2 separate regions of the Ovis aries genome follow, and region 2 is linked to region 1. The links are chromatin contacts, called in public Hi-C maps. All regions are on one chromosome and are shown on one strand. Each heading gives the region's core, a stretch centred on a gene start, on an enhancer-like site or on the middle of the called end of the contact. The rest is flanking DNA. Distances are from core to core; before and after follow the strand shown.

Region 1 (5,446 bases), core at 2,194-4,693:
AAGCATAGCACATTGATGGTGCTTTAAGTAGAATATAAAGAGTCACCTGACTGTTAGTTAAGTCAGAGGCATATTTAGTTTATCTAAACCACCTTGATAGAATTGTTTTTTTTACAATATGTTTTAATCCACAGTGAAGACTTGGGAGTAGGGAGGAAAATCACAAGTGCAGCATATATAGTTTTTAGACTAAATTTACAAAAATGAAACCATCCGCGGAGGTGGACCTGTGAGTCTGCTGGCTTGGTGTTTGTCACTCCCGGTAAAATGGGAGTGAGAACAGACTCCAGATTTTACAGAAAGATGGGGACCCCATCTTTCCAGCATGCTCTCAGCGGGCACCTCCGATAAGCAGCTTAAAGGGAATTTCCTCGGGTCAGACATAAATAGCGATTCTCAGGTTCCCTTAATCCAGACAGACATCGAGTGTGAGTTAGGCCTCATCAATTTCGAAAAGAGTCAGTTAACACATGAAAGGCAGGGCTGTGGGAAGGCGCACACGCATGTTCAATGGGAATGTGTGAGATGTGGACTCATGAATCACGCAGACAATACCGACGCCTTGTATGAATTACAGAGCATGGCACCTTCCTTTCTCAGGAAGCTGCTCTTTGCTATCTGTAGAAGGGGGGATGGGAGAGCAAGAGGAGGAATTGGGACACTTTTCTTTCTTCTCCGGAGAAGCTGAGCAATTCACAGCTTCAAGCCACACAGCAGGTACTGAGTGAGAGTCCCCCAGATACCTGGGCCCATGACCCAGAGCTGCCTGCTTTGCTAATTATGACTTGTTTCTGATGCAAGACACTACCCTGATGGTTAAGATGATACTGCCCAAGAGACGACACAGAAGGATGCTGCAATGGAAGTCTAATCCACACTAAGACCTGCCCAATGCAGCATTACTCACAGGAGCCAGAAACTGGAAACGATGCAGCTGTCCATCAGTCAACGAATGGACCCACGAAACGTGGTCTATCCACACAACGAAATAGTACCGTCTTAAAAAGCACTGATTTATGCTACAGCGCTGATGAGCTTTGAAAGCATGATGCTGAAATAAAGAAGCCAGAGACAAAAGACCATGGATTCAGTTCAGTTCAGTCACTCGGTCGTGTCCAGCTCTTTGCAACCTCATGGACTGCAGCATGCCAGGCCTCCCTGTCCATCACCAACTCTTGGAGTTTACTCAGACTCATGTCCATTGAGTCGGTGACGCCATCCAACCATTTGATCCTGTCATCCCCTTCTCCTCCCATCTTCAATCTTTCCCAGCATCAGGGTCTTTTCCAATGAGTCTGTTCTTCATGCTGGGTGGCCAAGGTATCAGAGTTTCAGCCTTAGCATCAGTTCTTCCAATGAATATTCAGGACTGATTTCCTTTAGGACAGACTGACTGGATCTCCTTGCAGTCCAAGGGCCTCTCAAGAGTCTTCTCCAACACCATAGTCCAAAAGCATCAATTTCTCAGCACTCGGCTTCCTTTATAGTCCAACTCTCACATCCATACGTGACTACTGGAAAAACCATAGCTTTGACTACACGGACCTTTGTTGGAAAAGTAATGTCTCTGCTTTCTAATATGCTGTCTAGGTTGGTCATAGCTTTTCTTCCAAGGAGCAAGCATCTTTTAATTTCATGGCTGCAGTCACCATCTGCAGTGATTTGGGAGCCCAAGAAAATAAAGTCTGTCACTGTTTTCATTGTTTCCCCATCTATTTGCCATGAAGTGATGGGACCAGATGCCATGATCTCAGTTTTCTAAATGTTGAGTTTTAAGCCAACTTTTTCACTCTCCTCTTTCACTTTCATCAAGAGGCTGTTTAATTCTTCTTCACTTTCTGCCATAAGGGTGGTGTCATCTGCATGTCTGAGGTTATTGATATTTCTCCCAGCAATCTTGATTTTAACTTGTGCTTCATCCTGCATATAAGTTAGGTATATACAGCCTTGACGTACTCCTTTCCTGATTTGGAACTAAGTCTGTTGTTCAATGCCCAGTTCTAACTGTTGCTTCCTGACCTGCATACAGATTTCTCAGGAGGCAGGTCAGGTGGTCTGGTATGCCCATCTCTTGAAGAATTTTCCACAGTTTGCTGTGGTCCACACAGTCAAAGAGCATAGTCAATAGAGCAGAAGTAGATATTTTTCTGGAACTCTCTCACTTTTTCGATGATCCAACGGATGTTTGTAATTTGATTACATAACTCCATTTATAGGAAATGTTCAGAACTGGCAAACCCATCAAGACAGATTCCAAGGGCTGGAAGAAGGGGTGTTTGGGATGACGGCTAGGGAGTGTGGATCTTCTTGGGCTAATTAAAATGTTCTAAAATTGGTGGTGGTGATGGATGGATGCACAATGCTGTGGATATACCAAGAAAATACTTAAGTTTACACTTTACATGGATGAACTGTGGACTGGTACATTGTGTGTGAATAAAGCTGTTTTGGTTTTTTGTTGTTGTTGTTGTTAATGGATATTGGAGAGCAAAGGGCAGGCAGGCCCTGCAAAGTTCTAATGGACATAAAAGTGTTCCAGGGAGACAGAAGATGAGGAAAGGGTAACAGCCTCCAGAGAAGCACAGAAAAACTCTGCATCAAGCAGGAAGCCCAATGTGGCTTTTTCAAAGGGGAACTGACTCTGCTCCACGCTCCCAAAAACTTTCCACAGAAAACTCCAGTAGGACATCTCTCTCTCTCTTTCTCTCTCTCTCTCTCTGAGAGATCTGGGTTCAATCAGCCTGGAGCATCACTATTTATAAAGAATTTCCCAGCGGTCTTAGTGCACAGCCAAAGCTGAGTACCACTGTTTGGGAAGAGAGCCAGCTACAAAGCCGGAGTACAATGAGGAGAGAAGCTGGGCGAGGCGGAGCCGGCATTCATTCGACTCAGCATCATGGCCTCTACTTTGCATTCTGCCCTACCTCCCACGCTCCTATCCAGACCCCTGTGTGTGGCTGTGGCCGGCGGGCTGTGGTCGTCCTCAGCCCCACCATCTGATGGTTTGTACCGATAATGCCGAAATGTTTACACAAACACAGATATCTGAACTGACCTGTCTGCCTCTTTTTTCTTTTACAACAGACAGGCAGTCTTCCAAAAACTTCTTCATGATACCAAAAAAAAAAAAAAAAAAAAAAAAATCTATGCAGAGGGGAGGGTGCTTATGTTCCAAGTTTAAAATTCTGTGGGCATTGATAGAGAACCTCAGCTGCTGGCACCCAGTTGACCCTCTGCCCTGCCTGACACTGCTGACCACTTGAGGATAAAAAGCCTCACCCCATCCCCACCCCCGCAGGGCTGCTCACATCTCCCTGGCTGGCTTTTACTCCAGCCTAAACATCAGCAAGCCTGAGTGTGGTATCTCCTTTGCTCACTGCCTAGCGGAGGACAGCCTCTGGCTTTGAATCCTTTCTTCTGGAACTTCTTGGAGCCAGAAAACACCAATTCCCTTCGGGGCCCGCGCGGGTGTGGTCACACGCGTTCTCTCTGGGTCTGTCCTGGCTGATGACAACTTTGGAAAACATTGCCTGAATAATTCATCATACAGAGAAAAAAAAAAGCTTTGGGATTAAATGATATGACTGGAGCTTCCAGCACAAACATCCGTGTGTTCTCAAAAGAGTCAGTCCAGCTGGACGGCGGCAGTTGGGAAATAATCGAGGACACCCAAAATGAACTCCCCCTTTTGTAATCGGTCATGAGGCATCCGCTCACCCCGTCACACGGCCGCTCGGGTGTCTGTCTCAGCCAGGCGCTCTGATACCATGTACCTGGAACATCCTGCCAGGGGTCTGCCTGACTTAGTGGAATGGCACCCACTCAGTGAGCAGCACGCAATATGTTCTTTAGAGAGACAGAAGGGGGAAAGACAGGAACGAGAGAAGGAGAGGTGAGAGGGAGGGAGAAGTGTGAAAATGTTGGCTACGTTTTCTGCGCAGTGAAGCTGAACGGCCATGGGGGCCGATTCAATTTAATCTCGGCAACCAGGATGGAGATTTAACACCCACACTAAATGCCAAGCAACCCATACAGTTGTCTCAAAGGCCCGTCTTTTCCCCGCTGCACACACACTCGCAAACACAATCAGTATCGCGGGGACTGTCAGCAGAAGCTCACCCAGGCTGCTGCTGCAAAGCTGCAGAGGGTTCAGCTGGAGCTCCCGCGTTGGCACCACGCACCAGACCCTCAAGAGGCGCTTCCCACCTCTCTTGCCTGCTCCTCTGTTTCACTGTTTTGTTTTTTTTTTTACTTGTTATTCTTCATCCTTGTGCGAAATCAAAGTTTCGACCCACTTCCTCCCTTCTGCCTGTCTTAGCTCCATCCTAAAAGACTCAAGGCAGTGAAAATGGCCAGGATGTGGGACTACGTAATCCCAGCTAGCCAAAAGCAAGAAAGGCTGTTTACAGCACATAGAGAGGAAAAGTGAGGGAAGAACCCAACCCCGTGGCATGAAACCCCAAGGTCTCGACGTCCAGAGAAAACGGCCCCTGGGCTGCCTGGACTGGCGTCTGCTCCCAGGCCCACCCCATGGATAAGCTTTACCCCTGCTGCTGTCGAGTCCTGTGCTGGAGACGGGCGGATAAAGCCCGGCCCTCGCTCGCGACGACGCTGAGCCTGGAGGCGAGAGGTTGGCGAGCCAAGCCGCCCGGCTCGGGCGAGCAGCGGTCCGAGGGGAGCCGGGAGCGGGTCTGAGCGGCGATGCAGGGGGCCCTCCGTACCCAGCACCCGAGTCTCGCCGCTCGCCACAGCTCAGCAAAGCCCCACCCGTCCCACCGGTCCTTCCGGAGAGCCAGCTCAGGTGAAAGGCAGAGAGGCGGCACGGGGGCCAAGAGGAAGGAAAACAGCAGGGGCTGGCGGGGAGGCAGGGCTCCCCGAGGACCAGTCCCTCCCGGAGAGGCAGCGCCGTGTGTGGGAGGCCCGTCCAGCGGGGAGCAAGGCGGGCGCCAGAGAACACCACCGCCGCCCCGAGCGCAGGCTTCACAGCGGAGCCGGAGCCGAGGCCCACGCCCCGCCCTGGACCCCGGGAACTGTTCCCAGCGAGGCACGCGCCATTTCTCACACGCAAGGCAAGAGGCCCAGATGGTTGTTAGACTTGGTAAAATTCAGTTTTAATCAAACTCGGTTAATTATTGACTCAACGAGGATGAAACTAGAATAAAATCATTTTTGCCTTGAGCCAAACTATTAAGAAGCCTCATATAGTTAATAGACTAAAAGGCCTCAGAATTATTCCTTTCGCCTCCGTGATATTCAATCTAAACTCAATCATTATTGCGCTTATCTCTCAATGCCAATGAAGGAGAGACGGATGGCTGAGGACTTTGAATTTAAGAGAAAAAAGGACGCGGAATCACCATGCCAAACACCGCCATGCTCTTCCACTGAGGCAGCAAGACAGCATAACATCCCTGCTAGGCTTTTCTTATCACAGAAGGCTCCCAAT
Region 2 (5,446 bases), core at 1,836-4,335, 950 kb before region 1:
ATCTTTTTTTTTCCCCCAAGAGAAAATGGGAGACTATAAAAGACTCTGCAATGAGAGAAAGAAAAATACCCTGGCTTGACAGCAGTGTACAAAAATAAAATGTGCAGATAATAATACACTTAGCTGCCCAAACATGGGCATTTAATTTCTAGAAATGATACATAATTGCAACAATTAGGTGCATGGCCATGAATCTGTATCTCATGATCTTCGTCATTAGTGAACTTTGTTTATAAATGTTGTTTATAAATGTAGCAGTTTCAGTGTTCCTGACCAAAAATACTTTCATGAACGGCAGGGATCATCTCTCACAGCTTTTACCAAAAATCTGATGCAAAAGGATTAAAGCAAAAATTCTAATAAAAACGTGAATTAATTATTCCTAAGTATACTGAAATTCATATTTTACATTAAAATATAAACTTCAGGCATTTGTGGCTAATAACTTTAAAAAGACTTAGAAAAATATTGCTATGGACAATGCTAATGACATAATATGTTGATGTAATTTAAGCAGTAAATTTTTCCCCTGAATACATAAGCTGTAATCCCTTAACTTCATTACTAGGTGAAATACTGTTTGAAAGAGAAAAGCAAAGAGATTCTGTGAGGCTGCATAAATATTGACATAATCTTCACTCTTTCTTCCCCAAACTGGTTATGGACATATCTCATTCCATCCCAACAAAGTACTCCCATAAAGCCCAAGCTACTCTTATAAACATCATCTCTGCAGTAATGATGAAAAGAAAAGTGCTTTTCTGGAAAATACCAACAGTGCTGGCCTTTTAGGATAACGACTTGCCTGCAAGCCTTTTGGGGAGTCTCTCCTTAGGGATTCCCGGGTTTGCTGAAACCCAAGGCTGCCAGCATGAGGGAAATGAACACAAGTCTAATCTGGTGTCTGAAGCCAATGAGTGACACCTAAGGTCTCATTATAAATAGTAAAGTATGCAGTCGGGTGGGTGAGAGCATTCTGAAGTGCAATGTTCAAGAAGCTGGCTTAATATATGACTAAGTGTCAGAAGTCAGGTTTTCTGAGAATTACTTTTCAGATAAACAACTTTATAGCACTGCACTTAATCTTACTTACTAGAGACATCTCATTTATCACTGAATTACAAGTAACTTTAATTCTATTGATATTGCCATAAAGCCCGTTGAAAATGCATCCTGGCACTTTTTAAAGAGGTTTGGGGCCCTGTTTGTTACACGGGATCCTCTTGCATAAGTCTCCCGGGTCCCCTGGCCTCTTTCTCCACAGTCAAAGGGGTCGGCGGGGGAAAAAAATGTTTCCCGCACCTGCCAGCACTGCCTTCAGCCCCTTTCCTGACAAAGTCAGGTTCTCCCACTTGCAGCCAAACCAATTTTCCGCCCCTCTTTCCTCCTCCCACCTAGGGAAACCAGCTTCTTTTCATTTCATCAACAAAACTGGACACGGATCAATTTCAACTGACCTTTGCCGAAAGGTGGCGCTGTTGAGGTAAGAACCAACTCGGTCCAACAATAGTTTTCCCTCTTCGACCGTTCTGCAGGCTTTTCAGATTTTTTTTTTTAATGCACCCTCCTAGCGTCTCCCCCTCCCATAAAATAAGATAAATATGATTAACACCAAGTGCATTTCATTAATTGGAGGAATCAACAGTCCAACATCCAGGCAGGCAGGCTGGTCTTCCAAACGCTGGGTCGGCTCCGCGCCCTCTTGCTTTCCCTCAAATAAATCTCGGCTTCTCCATCTGGCCTATCGCTTTAAAATCTTAGAAACAGAGTTGCTGGTTCTTTCTTTCTTTTTTTTTTTTTCCTTCCTTTTTCTTTTCTTTCTTTTTCTTTTTTTTTTTTTTGCAAAGATTTAGAAGAATCGATCGAGAAAACTGAACAGTTAGTTATTAGCATCTGCAACACCCCCAAGGGGGAGAAGCAGCCCCTACTCCCGTCCTCCCCATCCCCCACTCTGGGTTTCCGGACCCGTCCCAGAAACCGCGGTTTAAAACTTAACCCTTCGAGGGGAGCTGGTGAAGGCTGGGCTATTGGTTCTTTTTTCGCCCCCGTTCCTCCCCACGATCAAGTCTGAAATAATTAAGCGAAATGTAAAAGTGCAAAGGGCGCGCAGGACCCTGATAAACAGGAGTCAGGTTTCATAAGGGGGTGGATGAGTATGTGCGTGTGTGTGTGAGAAAGAGAAGTGAGCCTCAAAGGCCAGACTCGGGCCAGAGTCAGAGGCCCGAGGGTGAGGAGCCGGGCTGACCTGACACCGAGCTTTCCCGGAGTTAATTCGCGTTCGCACCCCCCAGCCAAGGACGGGAGAAGCCAGCGGGCAGCCAGCCCCCGCGCGGAATGGCCCCTGAGCAACTCATTTCAAATCCTTTAAAAGAGGCTGATAAAACGGGCTCTCTCTCTCCGCGGACTTGGAGCCGCCCTGGCAAGCGCGCGGCCGGGCGAGGTCAAGCGCGCAGTGGGGACCCCTGCGCCCCCACGCGCGCGGGTGCGCGCGGGCACCGGGGAGAGGGACAAAGAGTTGGGGCCAAGTTTGCGCTCGGGGCATTGCCAGGCACCGGGGAAGGAAGGTTCCCCCCGGGCGGAAACCTGGGTGCCCTAAGGTGGAGCAAGGAGAAAAAGCTGCCAGGCGAATTCACGATCCTTGCGGGGGTGTGTGTCGGGGGTGGGGGGGGCGGTCAGGAAGGAGTTGGCGGGGAGCAGGCCAACCGTGGCCGAGCGAGTGGCAGGCGAGCTGGGGCTCCGGAAGGCAGGCCTCTCTAGCTCCGAAGTAAAGCAAACCGTCCTCGCTGTCCACCCGGGTTCCCGCAGCCCCTCCGGAAAACTCCGTCCCCTCTTGCACCAAACTTTGCTCTGGTCTTTGCAACCTCGCGCGGAGGCTGCGGCTTGGGAAGGGTTAAGACTGCCCGTCCCAGCTGACAGTCAGCTGATTGGGCCCTGATTGACAGCTCGGAAAAGTTTCCTTGTTTCTCGACTCCTATGCTAATCGCGGGCGCTCCCGCTGCCTCCCATTGGTCCGGAGTACCAGTCAATTTCCCATTTGGGCCTGACGTCACGAGTGCTATAAAACTCAGCAATAGCTTTAAACTCTTCTTGCTGGATCAGAGGCTTTAAAATCTTTTTTTTTTCATCTTCGAGCCGTATAGCTCCGGCTGCTCGTCTGCGCGGTCTCCCCTCTTTTGCTCTGCGCCTCGCCTTTTCCCCAGGACTTCGCTATTTCGCTTTAAAAGAAAAAAAAAAAAGCAAGAAAGAACTCAACTCCCCCCCCCCCCTTTCCTCCAGCCCGGCTGCACCTCTGTCTTGCACTTTGCACGGAGGGAGGAAGAGCGCGAGGTTGAGCGAGAGGAGAGAAAAAAAAAATTTTTTTTTAAATTAAAAAAGAGCCAGGCAGAAGAGGAGGCGAGAAGCATGAAGTGTTAACTCCCCGGTGCCAAGGCCTGCGCCGCCCGGACAGCCGCCCGCCGCGCCTGCAGCCCCGAACGGCAGCCGCGCGCGCCCCGCCTGCAGCCGGGGCCAGCAAGCCGAGCCGAGCCCTCCTTATGCAAAGCGCGCAGCGGAGCGGCGAGCGGGGGACGCCGCGCACCCAGCCGGGCTCCTCCGGCTTCGCCGCCGCCGCCGCCACCGCCACCGCAGCCCGCGGAGGACCTTCCCGAGCCTGAAGCCGCCGACTCGGCGCGCTAGGAGGCGAGCAGGCGAGGAGGGGCCGGGGCGAGCGAGCGAGCACATTGGCGTGAGCCGGGGCGGGGGGGAGGGAGGGCGGGCGCGGGGGGCGCGGGCAGGGCGGCGGGGGTGTGTGTGTGTGTGTGTGTGCGCGCTCGGAGGTTTCGGGCCAGCCACCGCCGCGCAAGCTAGAAGCGCCCCAGCCCGGCAAGCTGGCTCACCCGCTGGCCACCCAGCACAGCCCGCTGGCCCCTCTCCTGCAGCCCATCTGGCGGAGCGGCGGCGGCGGCGGCGGCGGCGGCGGCGGCAGGAGAATGGCATCGGAACTGGCAATGAGCAACTCCGACCTGCCCACCAGTCCCCTGGCCATGGAATATGTTAATGACTTCGATCTGATGAAGTTTGAAGTGAAAAAGGAGCCGGTGGAGACCGACCGCATCATCAGCCAGTGCGGCCGTCTCATCGCCGGGGGCTCACTGTCCTCCACCCCCATGAGCACGCCGTGCAGCTCGGTGCCGCCTTCGCCCAGCTTCTCGGCGCCCAGCCCGGGCTCAGGCAGCGAGCAGAAGGCGCACCTGGAAGATTACTACTGGATGACCGGCTACCCGCAGCAGCTGAACCCCGAGGCGCTGGGCTTCAGCCCCGAGGACGCGGTCGAGGCGCTCATCAGCAACAGCCACCAGCTCCAGGGCGGCTTCGATGGCTACGCGCGCGGGGCGCAGCAGCTGGGCTCGGCGGCCGGGGCCGGCGCCGGCGCCTCCCTGGGCGGCAGCGGCGAGGAGATGGGCCCCGCCGCCGCCGTGGTGTCCGCCGTGATCGCCGCGGCCGCCGCGCAGAGCGGCGCGGCGCCGCATTACCACCACCACCACCACCACCACCACGCCGCCGGCCACCACCACCACCCGACGGCCGGCGCGCCGGGCGCCGCGGGCAGCGCGTCCGCCTCGGCCGGGGGCGCGGGCGGCTCGGGCGGCGGCTCGGGCGGCCCGGCCAGCGCCGGGGGCGGCGGCGGCGGCGGGGGCGGCGGCGGCGGCGGCGGGGGCGCGGCGGGGGCGGGGGGCGCCCTGCACCCTCATCACGCCGCGGCCGGCGGCCTGCACTTCGACGACCGCTTCTCCGACGAGCAGCTGGTGACCATGTCGGTGCGCGAGCTGAACCGGCAGCTGCGCGGGGTCAGCAAGGAGGAGGTGATTCGGCTGAAGCAGAAAAGGCGGACCCTGAAAAACCGCGGCTATGCCCAGTCCTGCCGCTTCAAGCGGGTGCAGCAGAGGCACGTCCTGGAGTCCGAGAAGAACCAGCTGCTGCAGCAGGTCGACCACCTCAAGCAGGAGATCTCCAGGCTGGTGCGCGAGAGGGACGCGTACAAGGAGAAGTACGAGAAGCTGGTGAGCAGCGGCTTCCGAGAAAACGGCTCGAGCAGCGACAACCCGTCCTCTCCCGAGTTTTTCATGTGAGTCTGACACGCGGCCCCAGCTCGCCCCCTTGCTACGCGCTCCGTGGGGGTCCGACTCGGGTGTGGGCTTGCAGCTCCAAGCGCCTTGCTCGCCACCACCTCGCCCCCTCCCCTCCCCAACTTGCCCCCCCCAGTTGCCCCCTGCACGCGCACACACACACGCGCGCACACACACACACACACACACACTGCTCCGAGATGATGGTGGTGGTGGCGGCTGTTTTTGAGTCGGGGAGGGGCTGGTGGTCTGGCTCATGGATTGCCAATCTGAAATTCTCCATAACTTGCTGGCTTTTTTTTTTTTAACATCCCCCCCCCCACCCCTTTCACTTGCTCAAT

The links. A called contact is a pair of places that touch in the nucleus more often than the background predicts.
Region 2: a Hi-C map of tail adipose tissue shows a contact between it and region 1, with 6 times the contacts expected there. The contact joins the promoter of MAF here to the enhancer-like site in region 1. A contact is called at or near these places in 5 of 16 Hi-C or Micro-C datasets (blood, hypothalamus, muscle and 2 more).

The regions. Positions count from the first base shown.
Region 1 is chr14:5,074,843-5,080,288 of ARS-UI_Ramb_v3.0, reverse strand. All of the region lies in intron 7 of WWOX (WW domain containing oxidoreductase), which reads right to left. Among named protein-coding and RNA genes, the nearest start is that of TRNAY-GUA, 270 kb to the right of the region's middle. Within about 2 kb of position 3,443, at least 6 of the 54 cell types and tissues checked have an H3K27ac peak or open chromatin away from gene starts, as enhancers often do. A contact at or near this core is called in tail adipose tissue, where this site is marked.
Region 2 is chr14:6,020,015-6,025,460 of ARS-UI_Ramb_v3.0, reverse strand. MAF (MAF bZIP transcription factor) reads left to right here and starts at 3,085. Exons shown (of 1, transcript XM_027977649.3): 1 at 3,085-5,446. The coding sequence starts at 3,969. The coding sequence ends at 5,108.